4 separate regions of the Mus musculus genome follow, and regions 1, 2 and 4 are each linked to region 3. Evidence: chromatin contacts called from public HiChIP or PLAC-seq, Micro-C and promoter capture Hi-C data. All regions are on one chromosome and are shown on one strand. Each heading gives the region's core, a stretch centred on a gene start, on an enhancer-like site or on the middle of the called end of the contact. The rest is flanking DNA. Distances are from core to core; before and after follow the strand shown.

Evidence for each region. Promoter capture Hi-C pulls out the DNA fragments that hold promoters and counts their contacts. Hi-C and Micro-C count contacts between places; a contact is called where the count stands out from the background. HiChIP or PLAC-seq counts read pairs in DNA pulled down with a chosen protein or histone mark.
Region 1: a contact with region 3 is called in an H3K4me3 HiChIP or PLAC-seq map of stem cell-derived neural progenitor cells, with 8 times the contacts expected there. The contact joins the enhancer-like site here to the promoter of Trpc3 in region 3. A contact is called at or near these places in 13 of 39 promoter capture datasets (cranial neural crest, embryonic stem cells, epiblast stem cells and 7 more), 3 of 15 datasets of contacts at CTCF or cohesin (embryonic stem cells, large pre-B cells and pro-B cells), 25 of 484 Hi-C or Micro-C datasets (the HL-1 cell line, LSK cells, Sertoli cells and 15 more), 11 of 115 datasets of contacts at active chromatin or transcription factors (astrocytes, craniofacial prominence, embryonic forebrain and 6 more) and 1 of 9 other capture datasets (embryonic stem cells).
Region 2: a Micro-C map of embryonic stem cells shows a contact between it and region 3, with 2.6 times the contacts expected there. The contact joins the promoter of Fgf2os here to the promoter of Trpc3 in region 3. A contact is called at or near these places in 1 of 39 promoter capture datasets (embryonic stem cells), 1 of 484 Hi-C or Micro-C datasets (embryonic stem cells) and 2 of 115 datasets of contacts at active chromatin or transcription factors (embryonic stem cells and stem cell-derived neural progenitor cells).
Region 4: a contact with region 3 is called in a promoter capture Hi-C map of embryonic stem cells, with 3 times the contacts expected there. The contact joins the promoter of Nudt6 here to the promoter of Trpc3 in region 3. A contact is called at or near these places in 8 of 39 promoter capture datasets (embryonic stem cells, frontonasal cranial neural crest, hippocampal neurons and 4 more), 1 of 484 Hi-C or Micro-C datasets (embryonic stem cells) and 1 of 115 datasets of contacts at active chromatin or transcription factors (astrocytes).

Annotation. Positions count from the first base shown.
Region 1 is chr3:37,200,716-37,205,081 of GRCm38.p6, forward strand. No RefSeq gene overlaps it. Among named protein-coding and RNA genes, the nearest start is that of Gm12532, 20 kb to the left of the region's middle. Within about 2 kb of position 2,321, at least 205 of the 459 cell types and tissues checked have an H3K27ac peak or open chromatin away from gene starts, as enhancers often do. A contact at or near this core is called in the HL-1 cell line, Th1 cells, astrocytes and 10 more, where this site is marked.
Region 2 is chr3:37,347,996-37,352,293 of GRCm38.p6, forward strand. Fgf2os (a long non-coding RNA gene) reads right to left here and starts at 1,846. Exons shown (of 4, transcript XR_003954461.1): 1 at 1,654-1,846. Fgf2 (fibroblast growth factor 2) reads left to right here and starts at 658. Exons shown (of 3, transcript NM_008006.2): 1 at 658-1,029. The coding sequence starts at 855.
Region 3 is chr3:36,687,628-36,691,665 of GRCm38.p6, forward strand. It overlaps Trpc3 (transient receptor potential cation channel, subfamily C, member 3), which reads right to left and starts at 2,540. Exons shown (of 12, transcript NM_019510.2): 1 at 2,171-2,540. The coding sequence starts at 2,352.
Region 4 is chr3:37,417,973-37,422,075 of GRCm38.p6, forward strand. It overlaps Nudt6 (nudix (nucleoside diphosphate linked moiety X)-type motif 6), which reads right to left and starts at 1,624. Exons shown (of 5, transcript NM_001291044.1): 1 at 1,370-1,624. The coding sequence starts at 1,598. Spata5 (spermatogenesis associated 5) reads left to right here and starts at 1,978. Exons shown (of 16, transcript NM_001163511.2): 1 at 1,978-2,528. The coding sequence starts at 2,369.

The DNA.
Region 1 (4,366 bases), core at 1,071-3,570, 510 kb after region 3:
TTACATCTGTGAAAGCCTTTTTCTAGCTGTCAATGTAGTCAGAAGTCTGAGAAAGAATAAACAAAAACCTACCAGTTATTTAAAAAAATGCCAGAGTCCACTAGCCAACAGTCCCCGGGGTCTCTATGGCAACCTGGGCGGTCTGTCTGTCAAGCACAGAAGATGCAGGGCTTTTTCTGTGGAATGAATACGTGTGACATGAGAAATGGTTTACCTTTATTTAGCCAAGTCATTTGACTCAAGGTATCCGATTTTGTCCACTGTTTCTCGGTGATTATCATATCACAATCAAGGCAGTATCGTGTATCTGTGTCCACTCTTCTGAAACTATCTACCATCCTGAGCCAACTGTTAAAGGCTTTGAGGATTCTCCCTGTTGTAAACTTAATAATTAGCAAACTTCTGACAGGATTGAGGGCTATACTGATTGGTTATAACTGAATAGGATTTAATGACAGTAGTAAAAATCATATTAAAACAGGATAGAAATGAAAATCTTAAGCTGGCTGTCAGGCATGGGAATTGCTAAACTGTGAAGCTAGGGGCTGGCTGGCGCACTTTGGTCTATAGAGCTAAAGTCAGGTGGACTATTGATCGATCTTTAGGAACCACAATAATGACTTGTGCGCTCCCACTGTTGAAGGTGATGGCTGTAGACTGCACTGGCAGCAGGAATCGTGTGTTTAATTTGATGAGCACAGGGCCAGACTTCCTGCTTGCTGTTGGAAGTCATGAGGCAGGACTTCCTATGTGGCCCAGTGCTCTCAGCAGTCACTTGTGGCAGCTGTCACTTGTGGCGTGTGGCACTGCTAGCCTTTACTTTACAAACCCCCAGCAGAGAGGGAGAGGGAAAGAGAAGGAGAAAGGGAGAAAGGGAGGGAACCCCTTGAGTGTGCAGGAAGGTGGGGAGATAGACACATGATCAGGGATTGGTGGAGTGTGAGCGGGCTGAGGAAGACAGTGAGACAGACTCAGAGCTGAGAGTAAGAGTGGGGGAGGGCAGCAGAGTCCCTGGCAGGAGACAGAGCCAGACCTGCCTTTCAGGCAAACTGGCTGGACTAGTAGTTGCAGCAGGCTGCAAATGAGAGAGGGGGAGGGGAAAGTTTGCCACATGGATCATTAGCAAGAAAGTGCCAGTTTAGTGTTGATGTAGAGATATTGTTTTAGACCAAGACATCCCATTAAGTAGGGACCAGGCAGAGAAATACTGACCCCTGGGCGAGAGAATAGGGTTATTAGCTGCCCCTACCAGTGTCCTGAGGACATTAACAACCTAAGAGAGATTCTAGCACAGGCCAGACCACCAGGTCGACTTGTGATGGCTGGGGGCTAACGCTCAGAGCCTGTGCTCTTGAGCCAGTTCATCCAAACCCAGGAATTTCTCAGCTTCGAGAAACTGTCTACAAGGAGAGGGAAATCTCACCCAAGGGAAAAAGTCCTAAAACGAGGGTCAGGGAAAAACTGAATGTCTTCCATCCTCAAGGACAACACAGGGGTAGCTCCGAGCTCAGGAACTCTCCCCTGGGACCATGCAGATGGGAAGGGATGGGGGCTTACCAGTTCTGGGCTAGCAAGCGTGGATCTCTTGTGGTGACTGAGGTGGGATGTCTCAGTGGGCCCATACTGAGGCATCCCTTCCCCATGAGGGACCAGCCACACAATAGTATAGTATAGAATAGAGTTTATTCAGGGCATGGGAAGGGGAGTTAAGAGGGTAGTAGAGGCAGAGAAAGGCAGAGAGAGGGAGAGAGTAAAGAAGTAGAAGCTGGCCATGGCCATGGGCATGTGGAGAGAGGGGGAAGGGAAGAGCCCAAGATGGCAAGAGAGAAGCAAGCAGTAAGCAAGAGTAAGAGAGGGAGGAGGGGGGCAAGCAGCCCCTTCTATAGTAGGTCAGGCCTAACTGGCTGTTGCCAGGTAACTGTGGGGATGGAGTTTAGATACAATGCTAACTAACCTGCCATTAAACTATATATGGATCTCCTTATTCCCAAGTTTTTGGTGGCAAAACTCAATCTATCTGCCTAATGGCTTCATTCTACTGATATCAGGCTCCCTTGGGAACTCACAGTAGAGCTGGGCTGAAGGGACCCAGGACACAGCCCCAGAGCAAGAGCCATATGAGCAGGGAGGAAAAATACAAATTATACTCAACACTCAGAGGCAGAGCTAAATCCTGCTTTTCTTTACTTTGTTCTGGGTGCACACCCTATCCCCAGAGCCGGTGATATAGTAAAGGATCCAGACCCAGACACGGCCCGGTGGCTGTCAATCACACCAGCTACACTCAAAATCCACTTCCTCACAGAATGCTAGGGGGGGGCGATGATTGAGCTCTGTACTCAGTGTTGTCCTTTCCTCAGGCTGAGATGTACTCTTATGGATGGTCCTGCACATAAGCGTAGGACTAACCTCAGTGCCTGCTGAAGCACGCTCCCTCCCTTCTGCAAACTGTGCAGACCTGGCCTTCCCTGACTCCTCTGCTATTCTAAGCACTTCCTTTCCTTTCAGTTTTAGTGAATCTTTGATGGCGGATTAGATACTAGGGAAACCCTGCTCTACTAGGGCATCCAAGCAACCCTGCTGTGTCTTTCAAATATTTCCTGTTGCTTTTCTGGGGATTCCTCCCTGGTGAGGTCCTTGGTCAGTCTATCCAGGCTTCTTTCGGTAGAACAAAGGCCAGATCCTTAGTTGCTCCTGGCGCCTTCTTATCTAAAAATAGCCTTGCAAACCTGATTTTATCCATTTTCTATAAATTCCCAGGGAGCCCCCGTAGTGCTCCTTAAGGTCTAAGTAATAGTGACAGTTTGCTTTTATGGCTGAGCTGTGGTCATAACGTATTCTCTTTGCCAGCACAATTGGAACAATAAGACATTTACAACCAGTGCGAAAGTCTAGCCCCTGTCATAAGCCAGCCACTTAGAGATCATAATGTCACCTCCATATCCTATAGCTAAAGTCCTCAGGAAACACCCAGCTGTGCCAACTTAGGGGGTCTAACTCCCACTAACTGGGGGACTTGGTCAAATGATATATATGTATACAGAGAATGGATTTTACATTCAGAGGCCTCCTTACTCTGCATATCCTTACAATAGTGCCTGAAACAGATAATTCTAAAAAATACCTCATAATCATAATTGCTTTATGTCTTGTATCCAAAAGAGGCAAATCAAATCAATCAATCTTAATCAAATGCAAGCCTATTTCAGAACGCATGTCGCAGGACCCTGTTAGGTAAGCTGTGGGACTGACGACTTCTTCATGGAAACTCTGGCTTGAATATAGAATTATCTGTAAGGAGGGAGGAAGGAGGACAGAAAAGATCAAGCTCCTGACAGAATAATTTCCCTAAGGACGCACCAAGTCAGATGATTGGTTTCTTCCCCTGCACTGCCCCCTTGTGGTAAAATGTCGTTAGTGTTTTGGTAGAAAGAGGAAGTAAAGGAGACAGCGATGAAGGGAAGTCGGGCTCCAAAGAGGAGCTGCCAGCCTTCAAGGAGCTTGTGGGGAACCCTGCCCTGCCAGAGCTTCCTGTTCTTTGCTTTGTGGCCCTGTGAGAGGCGGCAGCTGCTGCTGCCCCACCCTGACCCTTTCTCTCCTCATCAGATCTGAGCAGCGTAACCAAAGATACATGGCACAGACCTCAGGAGCCCGCAGGAAAGGAGCGCCTTCCTGGAACGGTTTACCTTGCCCAGTCGTCCTGGACGCTCCCAAAGGAGGTTCTGTCGTTGTTAGCGATGTACATCAGTCTCCAGTGAGGCACATAACGCTTCAGTGAACATCTCGTCCAAAGGGACATTTGAAAGAACAAAAGAAGACCAGAAATATTTCTGAAGGAGTAGAAGCTGGGAGGGGACTTTGGGACACTTCTTTCAAGTTTCCTCCTCTGCTAAGAGAAATCTACAAACACAGGGGATTGTGTTATTCGCGTCACTGAGAGCAAGAGGAGAACGTCTGATTTGGGCATAGTATTCCAAGCACAGTTTATCGAAGTAACTGGACTCATAAATACAAAGTTGGAAAGCATCTCATGTGTACTGGGTTCTCCCTGGGAGCAAGTGCCTGTCACTGTCAGGGGAGACCTCTCCTGGAGGGCACAAATACTGCAACGTGTCAGTGATCCAGTTTCAGGAGTGAAAAATAATGTTTTGTGCAAATGCATTAATATTCTTCAAAATCTAGAAAGACATCAGAACTAGGAAGGTAACTATTGAGTGCAAACTAGCTTTTGGATGCCGTATTACTTCTTAATAAAATTTTACTAAAACTACAACCCTGAAAATAAATCAGATACTACAAATATATCCTTGTTTGAAGGCGGTGATAGATACCTGGTACGGACCAGATTGTGTCAGTGAGCAGGATC
Region 2 (4,298 bases), core at 596-3,095, 660 kb after region 3:
CGGTGCCTCTCCGCAGAGCCTTGGAGCACAGAGCATTGATGTGTGCAGGTTTTCCAAATGGTAGTTTGGCAAACACCCTCACTGTAGAGGTGCACCCCCACAGGTAGGGGAGAAAAGCTATCTAGTTTCAGGACAGAGGTGCAGACAATCTATTGGGGTCAAGCCTATTGGGGTCGACTGAAAATTGCCAACTGCAATTAACTGCAATTTTGTGAGACTCGGTTCTTTCCAAGAAACATCTAACAACTGAGGCAGGGCAAGCGCCAGTTCTGGGCTCTTACGTGTTGAGGACTCAAGCGGTTTTCATCTTCCCACGCTGTCTCGGGCTGGGTGCCCAGAAAGGAAACCCAGGCACCCCATTGCAGGCCTCTGTCTCCCGCACCCTATCCTTACACAGCTTGTGCTCTACGGGACTGGAGATTTCCAAAGCCTGACTTGATCCCTCCCCAGTTCAGACCCTCTGTTAAAAGGCAGGAGCGGAGAAAGTTAGAAACTTGCATTTAAACTTTAGGAGCTGCGTCACCGCAGTCTCCTGGAGAAAGCTCTGCCTAGCGGGACAGATTCTTTGCAACTTGGAGGCGCCGGGCGTGGGGAGGAGGCGGCGCGCGGGGCGGGGGCGCACGGGGCCGGGGTGCAGGCGGGGACGCGGGGTGACGCGGCCCCGGGCCGTTGTACACTCAAGGGGCTCTCTCGGCTTCAGGAAGAGTCCGGCTGCACTGGGCTGGGAGCCCGGCGGGACACGGACTGGGAGGCTGGCAGCCCGCGGGCGAGCCGCGCTGGGGGGCCGAGGCCGGGGTCGGGGCCGGGGAGCCCCAAGAGCTGCCACAGCGGGGTCCCGGGGCCGCGGAAGGGCCATGGCTGCCAGCGGCATCACCTCGCTTCCCGCACTGCCGGAGGACGGCGGCGCCGCCTTCCCACCAGGCCACTTCAAGGACCCCAAGCGGCTCTACTGCAAGAACGGCGGCTTCTTCCTGCGCATCCATCCCGACGGCCGCGTGGATGGCGTCCGCGAGAAGAGCGACCCACACGGTGAGTTGCCACTTCCCACCCGCGTGCATGGTCTAGACCACACTGCTCCCTCGCCCCCGGGGACTTGGGACACTAAGACGCGGCCCCTAGGCACCGTGGACCCAGGGGTACAGGAAAGCAGCTTCATTCCTGTGTCCTCCTCAGGAATAGGGTCCCCGCACTGCACCTCTCCCCACCCAACCCCACCTCCGCCCCTGCCGCAACTCCAGGTGGGCTGGTCTCTCAGAGGCCACCTGTTGCATCCTGGATGCCAGGATGCTTGAGACAAGGGACCCGAGGCTCTTGGGGGTTGGAGGTAGGCGTGTCTCAACCAGGGCTCTGGAGCTCCTTGGCATCCTGCAGTCACCCACGGAAACAGAGGCAGGATGAAATGTTCTTCAGCTGAAACCCCCGCCCTTCAACTCTGACTTGGTGACAAACCACAGGGATGCGGCCCTTCCTCTCACAGCTATCACATTCTCCACCCACCCAGTGTCTCCAAGTTACTCCAAAGAGGAAAGCTAAGGGAGCCAAAACAGACAAGAGACTAGCAAACCAACCTGTGACTTCCTTAGTAAAGCAGGGCAGACCTTGTTTCAGTGTGAAGTGCAGATCCCTTGATAGCACTGAAGTGGGGGAACCTACCTTGCAGGTACCTTGAGGGCGAGATAAGAATTACAGCTTGGATTTTGTCATAGAAATATATCCAGTCATGGATATAGGTCGGGAAACAATCCTCTCCTAAATCAGTAGGCTCAACTTTAAGGGCTCCTAGACGTCACCTGCAGCGTTTGCTGTCACAGATTGGACCCAGCCTCCTGAGGCAGGGAGGAAACACCCGCCATTTCTGAGTTTCTATTCTAAATGCTTGTCTGGGGACCACACTTGAAGAGCCACTAGCTACAAAAGGCCCAAGTGGGCTGGCTATTTTAATGTCTCTAAGTATTGGAGGTGAGAGAGACCGCATGAGTGAGCTTGGTTAAAACATCTGCTTTAAAGTCTGCATTCATTTTTAAGGGTTCAGATGGGGTCCGACTTTTTTTTTTTCTTTTTGCATGCGAGAAGGTGTTCCGGGGGCCTGAGGTCTTCCATCCAGCAACTCTGTCTTTAAGATGCACAGGGAATTCTAGTCACTATGTAAGAAGCATAAAGACCAGAAGCCCCACGAACAAAAAAAGGTGCCTTGTGAATGTGACATACAGCTTGATATTTGCTGAGTATATTTAAAGCATAGTAGGAAATTTAACTGACATAAAATATAAAAACTGTACATATTAATGAAATAGAGTGATTTTTCAATACACCGTATGATGTTTAAGCGGGTTTGAAAATACCTATCTCATGGCTTACAATTTTAACAGCAAAACTTTACCTGGATGCTTTCCTCTCCTTTTAAAATGTAGCACGGTGTTTTCTATTGTTACTGCTGGTATCACTGCTGTGATCTCACAGCAAAATATCTTGTCGCTACTTCTTGTTTCCTGAGTCCAGAGCACTAAGAGATTATGTGTCTATTATTTGTTTCGGGCCTGCTGGAATTTAGAAAACCTTATCAACTGAAAACACGTTTGAAAGCTATCCTATGAGCCAGCACCATTTCTCTATTCTACTGGGGAGTAGAAGTTAAAAGATGTGTCTTTGTCTCTGAGCTTCATCTGCTGTTGTCTCAGCTGCTAGGGCAAGCTGATATGTGTCTCGAGTGCTTTTATTCTTTGCTGAAGCACACACTGTTTGAAGAGCTTGTTTCCCGACTAGGGGCAGACGAGGGGCAGAAAAGCATCTCCCAGTCTAGGTTTTGTTTGGAACTCTACCTGATGCTTTTGTCTTTGCGTGATGCGTTAGTTGCAGAATTATATCTTCTTTGAAGCCTTTTGCCTTATAATAAGCCAGAGCTGAGTGGGGGATAATTCTGAACTGCATAATATACTGCCACCCTGTAAAAACAGTGTGCATCTTCCCAAATATCATGTGGGTTTTAATTATTGTTGTTCTTCCTCTCCTCCTCTTCTTCCCCTTCCTCCTCCTCCTGTTCCTCCTTCTTTTTGATAGGACCTCCCTATGTAACCCAGGCTGGTTTCTTTTCTTTTTTTATTAGATATTTTCTTTATTTACATTTCAAATGTTATCCCCTTTTTAGGTCCCCCCTCTGAAAACTCCCTGTCCTATCCTCCTCCCCCTGTTTCTATGAGGGTGCTCTTCCACCCACCCAGTCCCACCTCATCACCCTAGTATTCCCCTATACTGGGGCATGGAACCTTCACAGGACTAAGGGCCTCTCTTCCCATTGATGTCCAATAAGGCCATCCTCTGCTACATATGTGACTGGAGCCATGGGTCCCTCCGTGTGTACTCGTTGGTTGGTGGTTTAGTCCCTGAGAGCTCTGGGGGTATTGGTTGGTTCATATTGTTGTTCCTCCTATGGGGCTGCAAACCCCTTCAGCTCCTTGGGTACTTTCTCTAGCTCCTCTTTTGGGGACCCTGTGCTCAGTCCAATGGTTGGCTGAGAGCATCAACCTCTGTATTTGTCAGGCACTGGCAGAGCCTCTCAGGAGACTGCTATATCAGGCTCCTGTCAGCAAGCACTTGTTGGCATCCACAATAGTGTCTGGGTTTGGTAACTGTATATGGGATGGATCCCCAGGTGGGGCAGTCTCTGCATGGTCTTTCCTTCAGTCTCTGCTCCACACTTTGTATCTTCTCCCATGGGTATTTTCTTTCCCCTTCTAAGAAGAACAGTTAGCATGTAGAGGAATGCAAATTGATCCATTCTTACCTCCTTGTATAAAGCTCAAGTCCAAGTGGATCAAGGACCTCCACATAAAACCAGAGACACTGAAACTAATAGAAAAGAAAGTGGGGAAGAGCCTCGAGCACATGGACACAGGGGAAAGTTTCCTGAACAGAACACCAATATCTTATACTCTAAGATCAAGAATTGACAAATGGAACCTCATAAAATTGCAAAGCTTCTGTAAGGCAAAGAACACTGTCAATAGGACAAAATGGCAACCAACAGATTGGGAAAAGATTTTTACCAACCAGGCTGGTTTCAAACTCAAGATTTTCCTGCTTTCTGAGTTGTGGGATTAGAGGTTATTTGTCACCATGCACAACTTAGTTTGTAATTTTACTTAAAATTTATTTTTCAGCTTTATTTTATTTTATGTGCATGAGTGTTTTGCCTGCTTGTCTGTCTGTGCAGCACCTGCATGCAGTGCCTGTGGGGGTCAGAAAAGGACACTGGATTTCCTGGAACTAGAATTAGGATTATTGGGAGCCATCATCGTGTG
Region 3 (4,038 bases), core at 1,290-3,789:
GATGATGCTATTTGGTGCTGCTAGTCTGCAAGCAATAGAGATAGAATTGCTTTGTTTGAGTCAATGGTTGAGTCAAGAGTCCTATCCAAGGATGGAGGCATCTCATATGTGACTTAATAGAAGGCATTCTTCCCTCATCAGCTCATTCAGATTCCCAAGTGAAAGTCTGGAACATAGACCAAACAAATACGCAACAGAATGTGTGTGTGCACGCGTATGCATGAGGTATGTGATGCGCGCGCGTGTGTGTGTGTGTGTGTGTCTGTGTTTGTGTGCATACTCATGTTTGCTTCTGTTACTAAACTAGAAGACGGATTAGGAGTGGAGAAGAAGAAATCTTCATGGAAGAGGGAAATATAGTAATGAAATACATCCAGTATGTAGAGGGGAAACTAGGGGAAGGAAGAGAAGCAGAGGAGAGGGCGGCACAGGAGAGAGTAGTGGGAGAGGAAAGGATGGTAAAGAAGGTAAGATACTATGAGGAAGCACATTACTTGTAAGCTAACCTACCACATTGGCGACAGGACTTTGAAAGAAAGTGGGTCCTATTCTTAGGATTCTACTGAGTATTAAGCTCAGCTGTGCCACTGCAGTTATGAATGTGACCCTGGGCTGGCTCTGCTAAGTTGTTGACTGGCTATGCCACTCTACATACTGACTCCAAGGCTGTTCTGCTCACCTTTCAACAGTGATGCAGAGACATCGTGGCTTTACCCTATTCAACACCATAGGAGGAACGGAACTACTCTCTGCTGCAGGTAGCAAGACAGCTTCTGATGTCACCAAGTGTCAAATAAATGGAAAGGGGGTGATCCATGAAGTGACCCAGCCCTCTCGACTTTAAAAATAAAGACCACACACTTGTTGCACGGTGTAAAGTCACCAGATGTGGCAGAGGAGTGACCTCAGCAGTCAGGTAGTGAGCCTCTGGTAGAACTCACTCCCGGGCTTTGTGTAACTGACTTCAAACTTCAGAAGGGAGAGCCATAATTTCGAATCTACCTTACTTCCACAGATAATCAAGTTCCCTATGTACCAGTTATTTAAGGTAATAGAAGAATTTCATAAAAATCAAGAAACTATACAAGTTCATAAAACCCAGTTTATGGGTTTTATGGAAACAGAAATAAAGCGGATAGTGTGAAACTTTAGAGGGTGGAAGTGAGCTGACAGGGATGTAATACCAAAGGATGAGCCTTCTCTCCATTTCCGGGGCCATTTCCATGTCCATTCACAGTCTCTGACTTCCTCCCGGGTGCGTAGCAGATTTTAAATCAGGACCCTTCCGGAATGATTGCTGTTTATGTTCCCTGCCAGCCTATTAAGTCCAGTCTGGCCTGGCCTGAGTTCTCCACCGGTCCAACCTCCCCAAGCCACAGATCCTGCAGCAGACAGACTTTGGGCAGCAGGCGGCGCTGCAGAGCCCGTCCCCCCGACAGGAAAGCCACAAGCCCACTGGCCCGGAGGAGCCACGACCGAAATGGGTCCCCACGTCCCAACCCCTTCCTCTCAGGACACTCTTCCCGCACGCGCAGCGCATCGCCGAGGGAAGTAGAGCAGTGCCCTCAGCATCTTTGCCTCTGGAAGCTGGCCCGGCGCTGTATTGTTCGAATGAACAGGTTCTTTTCTCAATCATTTGGTTGCTAACTGCTACTTTTGCAGAGGAAAAGAGAAACAACAGAGACGTGGAGAAGGAAAAAGTCAGAACTGGAGGGAAGGGGGAAGAGTCACCGGCCCTGAGCCTTCTGGGACCCATCGTCCAAGTTGGCCCTAAGAGACTGACTGTCAGAGCCACTGCCCTCGGGTTTGGGTGTGAGCACGCACACCTACAGGGAAGCTTTCATCTCACTCAGTGCACCCCGCACAGCACTGTGCCCCGCTGAGCCCCGTCCTCCAGCCTCCACGGCGAGCTGGAGAGGCATAGGGGGACCAGCCGCAGGTCCTGTGCACACAAAACGGTCCAGGACCTCCGGGTAGCTCCGGGTTCGAGTCCCAAATCCTAGCCCAGGTGGCCTCGTTCTCTCTCCCCGAGCCCCGCCGTCGGTGATGGTCCACGGGCAGTGCATGCATGCACGTGAGCCTGGCCCGGCCCCGCTTAGCGCCGCGCTTAACCAGTCCGGATCCCGAGCCTGGTCCCACCCGCCCCGCTCGGCCGCGCTCGGGTACTCACGCGTCGGGCCCCGGGGACGGCGGCGCGCGCGGGCAGGGCGGCTCCAGCCCGCCGTTGACGCCCCTCCAGCCCCGGCGGCGGCGCTGCGACTCGCCTCCCTCGGCCTCGCCATCCTCCTCCTCCTCCGGAGCGGGCAAGGTCACCCTCGCGGGCTCCCGGCACTTCTTGACCTTGGTGGACATAGCGGCCAAGCTCCCTGCCGCCCGCAGTCAGCAGCCCAGCTGCCCCGGGTCAAGCACCGGGCCCGCGGAGCTGGGGACGCCCGGGCGGAGCGCGCGACCTGCAGCGGAGCTTGGGGTCCGCGGCCGCGCTGCCGGCTGTGCGCGGTCTGCCGGCCCGACAGCATCGCGGCGAGACGGCGCGGTTTCCCTGCGAGGAGAGGGAGGAGGGGGGAGGAAGGAGGGATGGGAGGAGGGGAGACCAGTCCCTCGCAGACAGCGCTGTGCAGGAATCAGACAAACCAGCAGGTGGGGAGCTGAGAAACAGCAGAAACTTCCCTCCACCCTCCTTTTTTACCAGAGACCCAGAACCCTCATGCATCTGTAGACACAAGTGTCCTAGGAAAGGAAATGGAATACTCGACCTGTTAGGTTTTTTTAATGCACGCTCAGCTATCTAGATTTTTCAAAGCAAAGCATTGCTAGTTTCCCATTGTCAGGCTTAGCAGAATCCACAGGGGTTTAAGTGCGGTTCCTGGGTCCCTGTGCCTCACAGCCAGTCAATTTCTAAACGTGTGGGATGCTAACTCGAGTTCTGTACTTTTCAAGAAGCGTTTTTCAAGGGAGAAAATTGTTCGTTTTTTGTTTGTTTGTTTTTGAGACAAGGTCTTATTCTGTGGCCCAGGATGGCATGGAAGTCAGCATCTGGCACAGGCTGGTCCACACCTCACAGCAATTCTTCCGTTTCGGCCTCCATAAATTACAGCAGCAGGTGCACATATGTGTGCTGGGGTGTGAGAGACCAGAGGTCAAACTCTGCTAGTCTTCCTTAGGTCATCCACCTTGGTTTTTGTTTGTTTGTTTTGTTTTTATTTTTTTGAGACAGAAGCTTTTTCTGGAACCTAGGGGTTCCTGGATTAGACTAGACTAGGTTGTGGGCCAGCAAGCCACAAATCTGTCTATCTCTACCTCCCCAGCTTGTGCCAACACAGAAGGTTTTAAAGAGGGTGCAGGGAATGGAACTTGCCCCTCCTCCATTATTTTTAAAACTTAAGGGAATGCACTTTGAAATTCAAGGTCACTCAAATTTCGGGGATGAAGGGTTACAGAGTATGATCAATGAGAATTTTAGGGAGCAGAGAACCGAGGTGTAACTCCACTCAGACCCAAACAGTATTCAAGACTTTCTGTTACGTCAGTCAGGCAGATGCCTTCGCAAAGGCATACTGGGAAAATCACAGAAATACCAGCTGAGCTCGGTTAAGACAAGGGAGGTTAGTTCACTGCTAGCATTATTTAGTGGCTACTGTGCTTCATGGAGAAATGGTTCTCTCCGAACTCAAGACACAAAAGTACGGAACTGTGGCTCCCTTTCGCGTAGCTCTTCAAACGCACATAAAGTGCTGTGGATCCCTTGCACTGGCAGTATGCAAGCAAAGGTTCAAGGAAGCACTGGCGTTTTTTGATCCCTGCTTCGGGAAGATGGGAACGTTTGGAAATTGCTTCATGTGCTACTTCATAGGAAAGTGTTAATTTCCACAACCGAGTTACCAGATCCCCTTTGATTCCATCTTTGAAGAGACTTCACAGAAGACCCCCTGTGCACTTCAGTAGCTCTACCTCCAGCCAGGCTCTCGTGGTCCTCCCGGCTTCTGTAGCATACCTCTTCCCTAAGATGGAGATTTTGTTCAAACAAAGTCTGATCATGAC
Region 4 (4,103 bases), core at 374-2,873, 730 kb after region 3:
GCTAAGTATACTATAATCCTACTATCTGAGTTATGTAAAAGCAGTGGTAAATAGTGACCTTCATATGCAATATGCTTTAACAGCCTTTACTAACTCATTACAGACAACATCTAATCTCCTTAAAGAGACATCGAATCAGGCTTTCTCCTCAGATAAGCTCCTGTTTACAGGAACTGCCAACTAGTTTGGTTTAATTCCATCACAACAGAACTATTGGAAGCTCAAGAACAGTGTGAAGAAAGCAAAGACCAGAGCCAGAGGGAGGTACCCGTTGTCTCTGGGCCTTGGCACCATCATCCTTCAACTGGGCAGAGCATGTACTTCCAGGTTATGGAGATGAGATACATTCCTAGTTGTTAGATTCTTAAAACAATGTCTAATACTTGATAATGACAGTGAAATGTTTTATTAAAGGGGTCTCATTCAGCGTGTCTTTGATCACACTTATCCAGTATTCAGAGCTGGCTAGCATTAGAAGTCTTTTTAGTGGTCATTTGATTAATGAATACCTGGAAAAGTTCGTAACACAATCTTGAACTCGAACCTTGGACTTGTTTCAAGATCCAATACACTTCTGGAGTGGTGCTTAGATTATCATCTCCCACTGGGAAAAACTATCTAAGTATGGCAAATGCCTGTGCCCATCCATATACGTGCACATATCAGAGGATGAACTGATTCGATTCTCCTACTGGTGAAAGTGTTGAAGTCTAAGCACTTATAAGCAGGAGAGATGATGTTAAATAGCCTTGTTTGAAGATTAAACAGCATTAGAGTCGCTAACTTGCCGTGTTTGTTGCTCACAGAATAAAGATCATTTGTGGTTTCCTGGTTATGTGAAAGGATCTTTTCCATTCCATGCTAAATTTCCATGCTATGCCTTCAGTTTGAAAAACAGGCTGTTCTAACAAATCAGACACTTATCCCAAAGTGAGGGGGACTCCTTCACACAAGCATCCTTTCAGATAACTGGGTTCACCGTTCAAAGCCAGTGATGTACCAGTGATGTGTTCCTACTGAAAACTGCAAAGCTCTGTGGGTAGATGCAAGCACTGGCACCCATCCCGGTTAGGAAACCGTTTTGCTTGGCAAAGCATGTGGCAGAATCCAAGTAGCAGCAAAACTAAGGTTGCAAGGTAGCACACAGTGAGGCTGTCAGTGTTTACTAAGAGTTAAAGGCGTGGCCGACACCGTGCTAGGCGCTGCGAATCCCGTGTCAGTCTCAGGGGCAAGCATTCAGGGTTCGGGCCGGGACGTGGCTGAGGGCACTTCCAGGTCACAGCGAGAGGACCGCTGGGTGTCCTTTCAGCTTTCACCTCAGAGCCCACACGCTCCGCCCTGGTTTCCGGGGCCCGAGACCCGCACTTGCCCTGCAAGAGCCTCCGGAAGGCGGCGGCATCCAGCCCGTGCAACGTATGGTGCCGCGACAAGTGCACCGAGACGCCCCCAAATCTGTCCAGCTCGCCTTGTAGCTCGGCCCCGCAGGAGCCCGGGGTCTCCAGGCCGCCCGAGGCTGTGCGCCGCCCCGGCCGGAGCCTGGCTCCGCCCGCGTAAAGCAATGTGGAGAACCAGTAGCGGGTCCTCCTCACCCACCACATGGCTGCACCTAGCCTTTCCGTTCTCCCCTTCCCGCCCCGCCCACATCGCCTGACGTAGCATCTCTTCCCTGTCGCACGCCCCGCCCCTTCCAGCCCTGCCCGGTCTACCACGCCAGACGTAGCCTGGTCTCATCCTGGGCGCACGCCCCGCCCCTTCCCGCCCCGCCCACATCGCCTGACGTAGCCTTGTCTCCTCCAGGGAGCACGCCCCGCCCCTTCCCGCCCCACTCTCGTGACCCCGTGCAACCTCACCTCTTTCCGGCGATCGCCCCGCCCCATCTCGCGGCGAACACTCTCAGGCCTCTTCCGGAGCTCGCTCCGCCCCTTTTCGCTGGGAGGAGGGCCGACCGTAAACTCTCGAAACGTGTCTCCACCCGCTAAGCTTGAGCTGGACTTGCCATTTGGTAGAGCTTAGTGGAGCTGACTGTCCTCGACGGGTCTGGAACAGAGAGGAGAAACTTTCGGATTTTGTTGTTGTTACTTTAAGCCCAACCACATTCGCTTCGGGACTAGGCAAAGCAGCGGAACAGCCGAAGTCCACTTTTCAAGGGTTCATAACGTCAACGGCGGTGCCTACGCCTAGCCCTTCTTTCTTTCCGAAACGGTGTCTTGCGAGACCCTCGCTCTCCGCCTCCGCCTCGTGGGTGGCGCTTCTACGCGGAGCATTACGGCGTGCGCGCCGCGCCGCTGACCTCTGACCCGGAAGTTTGATCCCCGTGCCGCGCACGTTGAGCCGGCTCGGGGCTGCTTTTCTCCGACAGCCTGCGGTCATGTCTTCCAAGAAGAACCGAAAGCGGCAGAAGGAGGGCGCGGAGGGCGCCTCGCCCTCGCTCTCTGCGGCTCCGTCCCGCTCAGGGACCTCGACTCCTTTCGCCCAGCCGAGCCCGGCGGCGCCGGGGATGCTGGTGGTGACCAACTTCCTTGAGAAAGGTGAGGAAAGCGCGGGCAGCCGCGGGGCTGAGGCGCCTGAGGGGAGCGCGGCGTGTGGAGGTGGGCGTGACGCGGGAGCCCGCGGACCGCCAGGCGGCCCGGCCCGAGGCGCCCGCCCGGCCCTCTTTGCAAAAAGTTGAGGATTGCCTTTTTACTTTTTCCTCTTTCATACGTACTTCGGGAGCACTGGCGATGGCGTACGCCACGGGACCTTGACTAGCAACCCTCGAGGTGGCCTTGGCTCCTTGGAGACTCACTGTCCAGTCAGCCCGGCAAAAACGGTTCTTACCTAGTGAGCCTAGCCTGCGCTCAAACGCTAACTTGTGACGATGAACGCGTACTGCCTAACAGCGCTCTGGCTGTAGGGACAACGGCAGCGTTTAGTTACTGCTGTTGACTAGTCGCACCCTGGTGTTAGTCCTAAGTTATCCCGTCACGTGTGCCGCTCCTCTGGTTTTTCACAGAAACTGTGGTCAAAATGAGTACGGAAAGGTCAGGTCCCCATCTCACAGATCAGAAAAGGCTAACGGAGTCGCATATCAGGTACCCAGGCACCAGTGGCTGGCAGAGTCCGTGTTGGAGTACAGGTCTCTTTGATTCCGGAGCTGTTTGTCTGAGATGAGTTTTGTTGGCTTGGTGAATGGACAGACTTCACGTCTGAAAAATGAGCTACTTGGTAAACCTTTTAGCTTGTATGATGTGTAGTGGTTCTGAAAAGTGGAGCAGACTGACGAGGGACATAGTTTTTTTTGTGTGTCCAGAAAGATTGTCAAGACTGTCTTAGCATTAGCACAGTGTTTAATCTGCCTTAGCAATCAGGATACAGCTTGTTCTGTTCTGCAGATTCAACAGCTTTTCAAGTAGTTCCTTCCCACTGTCATTTACACATGTCAATTCTCTACTGCCTTACACCACTGGAAAGGTTTCACAGTGTCTTCCCGCCACCCCCCTCTCTCTGTACCTTTTAATTGTCTACTCACTAAATGGAGTGTTCTCTGCATGCTTGTCAGTCACATACCACAATTTCCATGCCATGGTCTCTTGGGCACTGCTTTGTAATGGTCACAGATAGTCTCCGTGTTGTCAAATCCAGTGGCTGGTTTTCATTACTCGCCTTTTGACTCTGTAGCCTTTGCCAGTGTTAATCTTTTCTTCCTCAAAACATCTTCCTACTTATTTTATTTACCGTTACACTTTCCTAGTTTTTCTCCATGTGCATTGGCAGTTATTTTCTCTATTCCATCTGATTCTGAAATACTGAAGTTTCTCAAGTTTAAGTCTGATACCCTCTTTCTTCTCTAAATATTCTTTAAGGCAAGAATATCCAAAACTAAGTTTCCCATTTATATTCTCATCAATTTTGATTTTATTTTTGTACAGCATACTATTTTTGAGTCTTAAGTTGTGCTTTATGTCATGATTTCTCAAACATTTTATGTAGCAAAGTTAAAAATGTTCAGTAGGTCACAGATTGACACTTTAATAAGATAGTGTAATTAGAAAAAGTTTAAAAAGCAGAATAATGAAATTTATTGGGTTCACAGACACAAACTTTTGTCTGCTTGCAGTAAAAGT